Linked DNA regions of Pan troglodytes: region 2 is linked to region 1. A link is a contact called in public HiChIP or PLAC-seq data. All regions are on one chromosome and are shown on one strand. Each heading gives the region's core, a stretch centred on a gene start, on an enhancer-like site or on the middle of the called end of the contact. The rest is flanking DNA. Distances are from core to core; before and after follow the strand shown.

Evidence for each region. HiChIP or PLAC-seq counts read pairs in DNA pulled down with a chosen protein or histone mark.
Region 2: a contact with region 1 is called in an H3K4me3 HiChIP or PLAC-seq map of stem cell-derived excitatory neurons, with 11 times the contacts expected there. The contact joins the promoter of HSD17B14 here to the promoter of CA11 in region 1. A contact is called at or near these places in 2 of 7 Hi-C or Micro-C datasets (induced pluripotent stem cells and stem cell-derived neural progenitor cells) and 1 of 1 datasets of contacts at active chromatin or transcription factors (stem cell-derived excitatory neurons).

The regions. Positions count from the first base shown.
Region 1 is chr20:51,587,136-51,592,552 of NHGRI_mPanTro3-v2.0_pri, reverse strand. It overlaps CA11 (carbonic anhydrase 11), which reads left to right and starts at 2,540. Exons shown (of 9, transcript XM_001171568.7): 1 at 2,540-3,401; 2 at 3,490-3,564; 3 at 4,398-4,540. The coding sequence starts at 3,335.
Region 2 is chr20:51,773,303-51,778,489 of NHGRI_mPanTro3-v2.0_pri, reverse strand. HSD17B14 (hydroxysteroid 17-beta dehydrogenase 14) reads left to right here and starts at 1,897. Exons shown (of 7, transcript XM_024351533.3): 1 at 1,897-2,321; 2 at 2,802-2,840; 3 at 4,140-4,222. The coding sequence starts at 2,234. It overlaps PLEKHA4 (pleckstrin homology domain containing A4), which reads left to right. Exons shown (of 18, transcript XM_063802045.1): 17 at 515-627; 18 at 1,093-1,552. The coding sequence ends at 598.

The DNA.
Region 1 (5,417 bases), core at 1,291-3,790:
CCGAGGAGCTGGGACTACAGGCGCCCGCCACCGCACCCGGCTAATTTTTTGTATTTTTAGTAGAGATGGGGTTTCACCGTGGTCTCAATCTCCTGACCTCGTGATCCGCCCGCTTCAGCTTCCCAAAGTGCTAGGATTACAGGTGTGAGCCACTGTGCCCGGCCTGTTTTTTTCTTTTTCATAAAAAATAGAGACGAGGTCTTACTATGTTGCCCAGGCTGGTCTCAAACTCCTGATCTCAAGTGATCCTCCCTCCTCAGCCTCCCAAAGTGCTGGGATTACAGGCATGAACCACCAAGCCCCGCCAGCAATAAATTATTAGTATGTACCTTTCCTTCTTGTGTTTTTTCTTCGTGTCTCTCTCCACCCCTGACTCTCTGGGTTTCTTTCTGGGTGTCTCTCTCCATCTCTAGGTCTTTCAATGTCCATCCCAATTTGCTATCTCTGAATACCTCTGTCTTTCTGATTCCTTTGTAGTCTCTCCCATCATGTCAGTTGGTCTGCTTCTGGTCCTCTCTCCCTCTATCTGGGTCTCTCTATCTCTGTCCATCTGTTCCTCTCTGTTGATGTCTCTTTCTCTGCACGAGTGTCTCTATTTATAGATGTGTGTGTGCCTGTTCCCAGGTCTCTGTCTCTAGCTCTGTGTGTGTGTTTCTTTCTTTCTTTCTTTTTTTTTTTTTTTTGAGATGGAGTCTCACTCTGTTGCCCAGGCTGGAGTGCACTGTTGGGATCTCAGCTCACTGTAGCCTCCACCTACCCGGTTCAAGCGATTCTCCTGTCTCAGCCTCCTGAGTAGCCGGGATTATAGGTGTGTGCCACCACGCTCAGCTAGTTTTTGTATTTTTTAGTAGAAACGGGGTTGCACCATTTTGGTCAGGCTGGTCTTGAACTCCTGACCTCAGGTGATCCACCCGCCTCGACCACCCTAAGTGCTGGGATTACAGGCGTGAGCCACCGTGCCTGGCTAAGTTTTTATGTATTTAGTAGAGATGGCATTTGACCATGTTGGCCGGGCTGGTCTCAGTCTCCTGGCCTCAAGTGATCCATCCACCTTGACCTCCCAGAGTTCTGGGATTACAGGTGTGAGCCACCATGCTCAGTCTGTGTGTGTGTTTCTATGTCTCTCCCTCTCTTTGTGTCTCTCTCCACCTGTACTGATGTATGTGTGTCTCTTTCTATGTCTCTCTGTCTCGTTAATGTTTGGTGTCAGGCTGGACAAGGTGGCTCACACCTGTAATCCCAGCACTTTGGGAGGCCAAGGCAGGAGGATCCCTTGAGCCCAGGGGTTCTGGACCAGCCTGGGCATCATAGCAAGGCTACATCTCTACAAAAAATAATTTTTAAAAATTAGCCTGGCATGGTGGCATGTGCCTGTAGTCCCAACTATTTGGGAGGCTGAGGTGGAAGGAGTGTTTAAGCCCAGGAGGTCGAGGCTGGATCAAGCCATGATCGCACCACTGCTCTCCAGCCTGGGTGACATTGCAAGGCTTGTCTCAAAAAAGAAAATAAAAGAAGACAATGAGCAGTTTCACTACCATTAGACAGGGTGAAAAATAATAAATAACAACAACAACAATAATATGTGGTCTCTCTCAGGCTGGGTATGGTTGTTCATGCCTGTAATCTCAATGCTTTGGGAGGCCAAGGTGGGAGGATCCCTTGAGAACAGGAGTTTGAGACTAGCCTGAGCAACATAGCATGACCCCATCTCTTCTCCCCAAATACAAAAATTTGGTGTCTCTCTCTGTCTTTGGATCGCTCTTTCTCTCTCTTTTTGTCTCTCCCCACCCCATCTGCTGCCTGGTCTCTGAGTTTCTGTCTATCTCTAAGTGTGTGTCTCTATGTCTCCATGTCTGTCTCGCTGCGTCTCTGTATCTCCTTTTCTGCCTCTATCTGTATCTCTCTCATTCATTCCTTCCTCTCTCCCTCCCCCTCCTCCTCTCCCTCCTCCCCCTCCTCCCCCTCCTCTCCCTCCCCCTCCTCCCCCTCCTCTCCCTCCCCCTCCTCCCCCTCCTCTCCCTCCCCCTCCTCTCCCTCCTCCTTCACCTCCTCCCCCTCCTCCTTCACCTCCTCCTCCTCCTCCCCCTCTTCCTCACTCCTGCCTGGCGGTTTGTTCTTGCCTCTCTAACCCTCTGTCCCTCCGCCCTTCCTCTCCGTATCCATCTCAGGCTCCCCTCCCCTCCCCAGCCTCCGCAGATGTGGGTCCTCACCTCCCGCTCTCCGCCTCTGCCCTCCCGGCTCCTCCTCCCCGCCTCTCTCTCCCTCGCCAGGTCTCTGCCTCCCCCTCCCGGCGAGCAGCCCTCACTGCACTTCAGGCTCCCAGGGGATCCCCCGGCCCCGTTAAGGCAGCCCCAGGCAGAGGACCCAGTGGAGCCCTGGGGCGGGGAAGGGGGGCTGCGGGCGCTGGAGCGGCTCCAACCTGGGTCCCAGCGAGCAGGGGGACCCTGCATCCGCCAAGGCCGGCGGCCCCCAGCATGGAGACTTCCGAAGCCACTCCCAGCTCCACCTTAAGCGCCCCCCCTTCCCCTTGCTGCGGAGGATGGAAACAGCCCGCTCCCGGCCCCAGGTGTCCCGGCCACCCCCGCCCGCGTGGCCCCAGCGCGGCTGGGAGCCGAGGACCAGCCCCCTACCTCCTTCCGAATCCTGCCCTTTCGCACACCCCACCCCAAGCCAACCCGAGGAGTGTTTGCCGCTATGAGATCACCTGCTCCCCCAGCCCATCAACAAAATTAAATAACACCACGGGAGAGGAGAGAGGGAGGGGGAGGAGGGAGGAAGGGACAAGAGAGAAGAGAGACTGAAACAGGGAGAAGAGGCAGGAGAGGAGGAGGTGGGGAGAGCACGAAGCTGGAGGCCGACACAGAGGGAGGGCGGGAGGAGGTGAAGAAGGAGAGAGGGGAGAAGAGGCAGGAGCTGGAAAGGAGAGAGGGAGGAGGAGGAGATGCGGGATGGAGACCTGGAGTTAGGTGGCTTGGGAGAGCTTAATGAAAAGAGAACGGAGAGGAGGTGTGGGTTAGGAACCAAGAGGTAGCCCTGGGGGCAGCAGAAGGCTGAGAGGAGTAGGAAGATCAGGAGCTAGAGGGAGACTGGAGGGTTCCGGGAAAAGAGCAGAGGAAAGAGGAAAGACACAGAGAGACGGGAGAGAGAAGAAGAGTGGGTTTGAAGGGGGGATCTCAGTCCCTGGCTGCTTTGGCATTTGGGGAACTGGGACTCCCTGTGGGGAGGAGAGGAAAGCTGGAAGTCCTGGAGGGACAGGGTCCCAGAAGGAGGGGACAGAGGAGCTGAGAGAGGGGGGCAGGGCGTTGGGCAGGGGTCCCTCGGAGGCCTCCTGGGGATGGGGGCTGCAGCTCGTCTGAGCGCCCCTCGAGCGCTGGTACTCTGGGCTGCACTGGGGGCAGCAGGTAAGACCTGGGGTTCCCGGGAGGAGCCCCCGAGGGAGGGTGGAGGTGGGGATGCCAAGGAGAGGGATTCAGGCTGCTCTCTTCCCAGCTCACATCGGACCAGCACCTGACCCCGAGGACTGGTGGAGCTACAAGGATAATCTCCAGGGAAACTTCGTGCCAGGTGCCGCCAAGGCGGGGACCCAGGAGTCCGGCCCTCCCGGCGCCTCCTTCTTCAGACTCAGGAACCTGGGTTCCCAGCTCCCTCCTCCCCCCAGGACCAGGAGTCCCAGCCCCCTCCTCTGTCCCTCAGGAGTCGGGCCAGCTTCTGAACCCCAGGGGCTCACCATGGGACATTATACATGCGCATTTCAAGTAGTGAGTGGGAGTGAGTGGAAGGAAAGTGTGGGGGTGGAGATTATGTGTGCGTTTGCCGGGAGAGGAAGGTCCTGGCTCCTGCTAGGAACCAGAGGCTGGGTGGCCCCGTCCCCCACCTTGTCCAGCCTTCTCTTGCAGCTCCTCTCCCCAACACATTAATAATAATCCAGCTGTGGGATAAGAGAGATTTAAAAAAAAGAACTACAACTCCCACGGGGCTCTGGGGCAGGTAGGCAGCAGAGGGGTAGGCTGGTAGCACTGGGGCCTGCTGGGAGTTGTAGTTCCATCTACAATGGCTTAAGATGGGTTTGATCGGCTGGGCGCGGTGGCTCACGCTTGAAATCCCAGCACTTTAGGAGGCCCAGGTGGGTGGATTACCTGTGGTCAGGAGTTCAAGACCAGCCTGGCCAACTTGGTGAAACCCGTCTCTGCTAAACTTGGAAACTATTCCAAGATTCTTCTAGGACCCAGAATTCTGGATCTGAGCCCAGTCCTCCCTCAGACCCAGGAGTCTAGGTCCCTAGCCCCTCCTCCCCTGGGATCTGGGAGTCCAGACCACAGCCCACTCAGCAGATACCAGCCCTGGGATCCAGTCTCTATTTCTGACTCCTTGTCCTCCTACTCCGACCCCACCCCCAGGGCCCCCTTTCTGGGGCCTGGTGAATGCAGCGTGGAGTCTGTGTGCTGTGGGGAAGCGGCAGAGCCCCGTGGATGTGGAGCTGAAGAGGGTTCTTTATGACCCCTTTCTGCCCCCATTAAGGCTCAGCACTGGAGGAGAGAAGGTAAGGGGCTTGGAGGGAGGAGCTATTGAACCCACTGGGGATGGGCATGAATAGAGGCTGGGGAATGGGGTGCTGAGGTAGGAGAGCAGCCTTGGGGGAGGAGGGGACACCCAGTGGGTGGAGAGGAGGCTGCTTACACTGTAAAATGGATCACCCATTCTTCCCATCCCAAGCATGGTCCCCTAGTCTCCCCATCTCTGCAGAAGCAATGAAAAGCAGAACATTTCCTGTGCCAGGCAGATTTAAAAGCTTGATAAGCCTCTCATCTCATAACCACCCCACAAAATGGGTACAATTATTATTATTGTTATTATTATTATTATTATTTTGAGATGGAGTTTTGCTCTTGTTGCCCAGGCTGGACTGCAATGATGTGATCTCAGCTCACTGCAACCTCCACCTCCCAGGTTCAAGCGATTCTCCTGCCCCAGCCTCCCGAGTAGTTGGGATTACAGGCATGCACCACCACGCCCAGCTAATTTTTTGTATTTTTAGCAGAGATGGGTTTTCTCCATTTTGGTCAGGCTGGTCTTGAACTCCTGACCTCAGGTGATCCACCTGCCTCGGCCTCCCAAAGTGCTAGGATTACAGGCATGAGCCACTGCGTCCAGCCAAAATGGGTACAATTATTAACCTTATTATATACATGCAGAAACTGACACACAGAGGTTAAGTTACTTGCCTAGGATCACACAGAGAGCCAGCACTGGCATTCAAACCAAGCAGCGTAGCATGAATGCTGGGACCTGCTTTATAATACCATGCTGGGAACCATACTTTTTTTTTTTTTTTTTTTTGGAATTGGGATCTCACTCTGTGACCCAGGCTGGAGTGCAGTGGCCCAGTCATAGCTCACTGTAACCTCAAATTCCTGGGC
Region 2 (5,187 bases), core at 648-3,147, 190 kb before region 1:
ATTACAGGCACCCACCACCATGCCTGGCTAACTTTTTTGTATTTTTTGGTAGAGACTGGGTTTCACCATGTTGGCCAGGGTGGTCTCGAACTCCTGACCTCAAGTGATCTGCCCGCCTCGGCCTCCCAAGGTGCTGGGATTACAGGGATAAGCTGTCGCACCTGGCCTGCTTTTTTTTTTTTTAATTTTTCATTTTTGTTGGTACATACTAGGTATACATATATTTACGAGATAATTGAGATGTTTTGATACAGGCAGGCAATGTGAAATAAGCACATCATCGGGAATAGGGTATCCATCCCCTTTCAAGGATTTACCCTTTGATGTATAAACAATCTAGTTACACCCTTTAATTTATTTTAAAATGTACAATTAAATTATTATTGACTATAGTCATTCTGTTGTGCTATCTAATAGTAGGTCTTATTCATCCTTTTCTTTTTGTACCAATTAACCATCCCCCACCTCTCCCCCATGTACACACCCCCACCCCCAATCTTCTTTTTTTTTCTAGTCCAAGGAACACCACCCCTTACTTGCCGACTTCCGAAGGTCACCGGGAGCGGGTTCTCAGCCTCTCCCAAGCCCTGGCTACTGAGGCGTCGCAGTGGCACAGAATGATGACAGGTGACTGGCTGGGGATGTTGGACTTCTGGGTTTTAGGGAGGAGAGAGCTGGAGACCTGGAATCCCAGGTCCTGGAGAGGAGGGGTCTGGGGGCCGGTGGGAATTTTTTGTCTTGGTGAGTAAAGAGTTGGGCAGGGTTTGGGAGTTTTAGGTCTCAGGCAAGAGGTGACTGGGGTCCGGGACACTTGGGAGGAGGGGAGGAAGAGGTCAGGGGGCGGGGAGAGGGCCGACAACTGAGTCTCAAAGAGGACTGGACTGGGGTATCCAGACTCCTGGGTCTGAGGGAGGAGGGGCTGGGGGCCTGGACTCCTGGGTCTGAGGGAGGAGGGGCTGGGGGCCTGGACTCCTGGGTCTGAGGGAGGAGGGGCTGGGAATCCGGAGTCCTGGGTCTGAGGGAGGAGGGGCTGGGAATCCGGAGTCCTAGCGCTGAGGTTTGCCATTCTCATGTCCCACTCATCCTCTCCAGGTGGAAATTTGGACTCCCAGGGAGACCCTCTTCCCGGTGTGCCGCTGCCTCCTTCGGACCCCACGTGCCAGGAGACCCCTCCCCCCAGATCTCCCCCGGTGGCTAATTCGGGTTCCACGGGGTTCTCTCGCCGAGGGAGTGGGCGTGGAGGAGGTCCCACCCCCTGGGGGCCCGCGTGGGATGCCGGGATCGCCCCTCCGGTCCTGCCACAAGACGAGGGGGCATGGCCTCTGCGAGTCACTCTGCTACAGTCCAGCTTCTAATCCGCCCAAAAGCGGCAGCCAATCGGAGCGCGAGGACGTGGTCTGGAGGTACCGCCGGAGATCTGGGACCACTCAGGGCATCAGGGGGCGTGGTCTGGTCCCCATTGCGGGCCCGGGAGGGGAATGGTTTCTATGGCCAAAGTTTGGTTTTCTCAACACTGTCTAAATTTGGATTAAAACTTTGAACTTTTAGTCAATAGCTTTGTTTCTGTCTGTTTGGGGTTGTGGCACTGGGGTCTCTGAGGGGCAGAGCTGGAGTCGTGGACTCCTGGGTCCTGAGAGAGGAAGGGACAGGGGGCTTGGACTTATAGGTCTCTGGGAAGAAGGGATAGAGAACCTGATCCCGCGGTCTGAGAGTGGAGGGGGCTGGGCCAGGATTCCCGGGTCTGAGGGAGGAGGGGCTGGGACCCTGACTCCTGGGTCTGAGGGAGGAGGGGCTGGGAGGCTGGACTCCCGAGTCTGAGGGAGGAGGGGCTGGGAGGCTGGACTCCCGGGTCTGAGGGAGGAGGGGCTGGGAGGCTGGACTCCCGGGTCTGAGGGAGGAGGGGCTGGGAGGCTGGACTCCCGAGTCTGAGGGAGGAGGGGCTGGGGGCCTGGACTCCCGAGTCTGAGGGAGGAGGGACTGGGGCTTCTGGATTCCCGGGTCTGTGGGAGGAGGGACTGGGGCTCCTGGATTCCTGGGTCTGTGAGAAGAGAGGAGTGTCTGAGGGAGGAGGGGCTGGGGACAAACTTCCAGGTCTCTAGCCTTCCTGGCAACGCCCCCCGAGGCCGGACTTCCAGGATCCAGCCTCTATTGAGGATTTGATGCGACGGCCTCACGGGGCTTTGGAGGTGAAAGAGGCCCAGAGTAGAGAGAGAGAGAGACCGACGTACACGGGATGGCTACGGGAACGCGCTATGCCGGGAAGGTGGTGGTCGTGACCGGGGGCGGGCGCGGCATCGGAGCTGGGATCGTGCGCGCCTTCGGTGAGCCGGGTCTGACTGCTGGGAGCTGTGGAGTGTGAGAAAGGAAGGATGGGGGCGGGGTGATGGGGGCGGAAAATAGGGACTCCAGTACTGCAGCCAGGATTCTGATATTATAAAAGCCAATTTGCCGGCTAAAGTAAGCGTGTGGCGCTGTAGGCTAGGGCTGAGTCTGACAGGGTCTCCGAAGGCAGTGGCCCCTTTCTCTGGGTCTGTTGGTGTAGCTACAAAACCAGTGGTTTGAGGAATGGCTCTGTCAGTCGTGGAGTTTGCTCTGGAAGCCACGAACGGGGGTTCAGGAGCCTCAGCAGAAACAAGGCAAGGAGAGTATGTGTCAAGGCGTCTGCCCTCTGTCCTATGGGTGATCATGAGACTGGGGTCACGAGGGGAGAGGGAGATCAGCCCCAATCCAGGTGGCCACAAGAGGGCGGCAGAGGCTTTAACCAAGGCTCGGAGAGTAACCTGTTCCCTTCCTATTCTCAGTGGACAGCGGGGCCCGAGTGGTTATCTGCGACAAGGATGGTGAGTGACGGTCCCTCAGCCCTCACCCTGGCCCTTCCTCCCTCAGACCCAGAGGTCCAGACCCCCAGCACCTCCTCCCTCAGACCCCGGAGTCCAGGCCCCCAGGCCCTACTTCCTCAGACCCAGGAGTCCAGACCTCAGCCCCTCCTCCCTCAGACCTAGGAGTCCAGGCCCCCAGCCCCTCTGCCCTCAGACCCAGGAGTCCAGGTCCCCAGCCCCTCCTCCCTCAGACCCAGAAGTCCAGGCTCCGGCACCTCCTCCCTCAGACCCAGGAATCCAAGTCCCCAACCCCTCCTCCTTCAGACCCAGGGGTCCAGGCTCCCAGCCCCTCTTCCCTCAGACCCAGGAGTCCAGGCTCTGGCACCTCCTCCCTCAGACCCAGGAGTCCAGGCCCCCAGGCCCTACTTTCTCAGACCCAGGAGTCCAGACCTCAGCCCCTCCTCCCTCAGACCCAGGAGTCCAGGCTCCCAGCCCCTCCTCCCTCAGACCCAGGAGTCCAGGCCCCCAGCACCTCCTCCCTCAGACCCAGGAGTCCAGGCCCCCAGCCCCTCCTCCCTCAGACCCAGGAGTCCAGGCCCCCAGCACCTCCTCCCTCAGACCCAGGAGTCCAGGCCCCCAGCCCCTCCTCCCTCAGACCCAGGAGTCCAGACTCCCAGCACCTCCTCCCTCAGACTCAGGAGTCCAGGCCCCCAGCGCCTCCTCCCTCAGACCCAGGAATCAAGTCCCCAACCCCTCCTCCCTCAGACCCAGGGGTCCAGGCCCCCAGCCCCTCCTCCCTCAGACCCAGGAGTCCAGGCTCCCAGCCCTTCCTCCCTCAGACCCAGGAGTCCAGGCCCCCAGCCCCTCCTCCCTCAGACCCAGGAGTCCAGGCTCCCAGCCCTTCCTCCCTCAGACCCAGGAGTCCAGGCCCCCAGGCCCTACTTCCTTGGACCCAGGAGTCCAGACCTCAGCCCCTCCTCCCTCAGACACAGGAGTCCAGGCCCCCAGCCCCTCCTCCCTCAGACCCAGGAGTCCAGGCTCCCAGCCCCTCCTCCCTCAGACCCAGGAGTCCAGGCTCCCAGCCCCTCCTCCCTCAGACCCAGGAGTCCAGGCTCCCAGCCCTTCCTCCCTCAGACCCAGGAGTCCAGGCCCCCAGGCCCTACTTCCTCAGACCCAGGAGTCCAGACCTCAGCCCCTCCTCCCTCAGACCCAGGAGTCCAGGCCCCCAGCACCTCCTCCCTCAGACCCAGGAATCCAAGTCCCCAACCCCTCCTCCCTCAGACCCAGGGGTCCAGGCTCCCAGCTCTTCTCTCCCTGCAGAGTCTGGGGGCCGGGCCCTGGAGCAGGAGCTCCCTGGAGCTGTCTTTATCCTCTGTGATGTGACTCAGGAAGATGATGTGAAGGTAAGCCGAGTTCCTGTTCCTACCCCCATCTCCGCTAATGACCAGTTCTTTGTTCTCCTCCAGCCATTTGCATATGCCTTTCCCTCTACTTTTCCTTCCTCTCCTGGCTCCGCTGGACTCGTCAAAGGTTTCCACCCAGTGTCACTCCACACACAAGGTCTTCTGTGACTGATGGGCAGGTCACATGTTCCTTCTGTCACACCTCTCCAAGGCTCTTAGCACATTTAACATGTGGATGGAAATGAATAAGTCCCTCAAAGTGGGTCAACTGGAACTGATTTTTCTGTCTCTTTTTTTTGTAAGTGTCACTGAGGCTGGAGTGCAGTGGTGTGATCTCGGCTCACTGCAACCTCAGCCTACCGGGTTCAAGCCATTCTCCTATCTCAGCCTCCCGAGTAGCTGGGATTACAGGTGTGCGCCACCATGCCCGGCTAATTTTTTTTTTTTTTTAAGAGAGTTTTGCTCCTGTTGCCCAGGCTGGAGTGCAATGGTGTGATCTCGGCTCACCGCAACCTCTGCCTCCCAGCTTCAAGTGATTCTCCTCTCTCAGCCTCCCGAGTAGCTGAGATTTCAGGCATGTGCCACCACACCTGGCTAATTTTGTATTTTTAGTAGAGACGGTGTTTCTCCATGTTGGTCAGGCTGGTCTCGAACTCCCAACCTCAGGTGATCCGCCCGCCTCAGCCTCCCAAAGTGCTGGGATTACAAGCATGAGCCACCGTGTCTGGCTAATTTTTGTAGTTTTAGTAGAGACAGGGTTTCACCATGTTGGCCAGGCTGGTCTTGAACTCCTGACCTCAGGTGATCCGCCCACCTCAGCCTCCCAAAGTGTTGGGATTACAGGTGTGAGCCACTGCACGTGGCCTGTAACTGATTTTTTCTCCATTATTTCTGGGTTCCTATTTCTTCCTTTTAATCAGTATCTCTCTGTTATCTGCCCCCCTTGGGCAACTGTCCCCTACGCT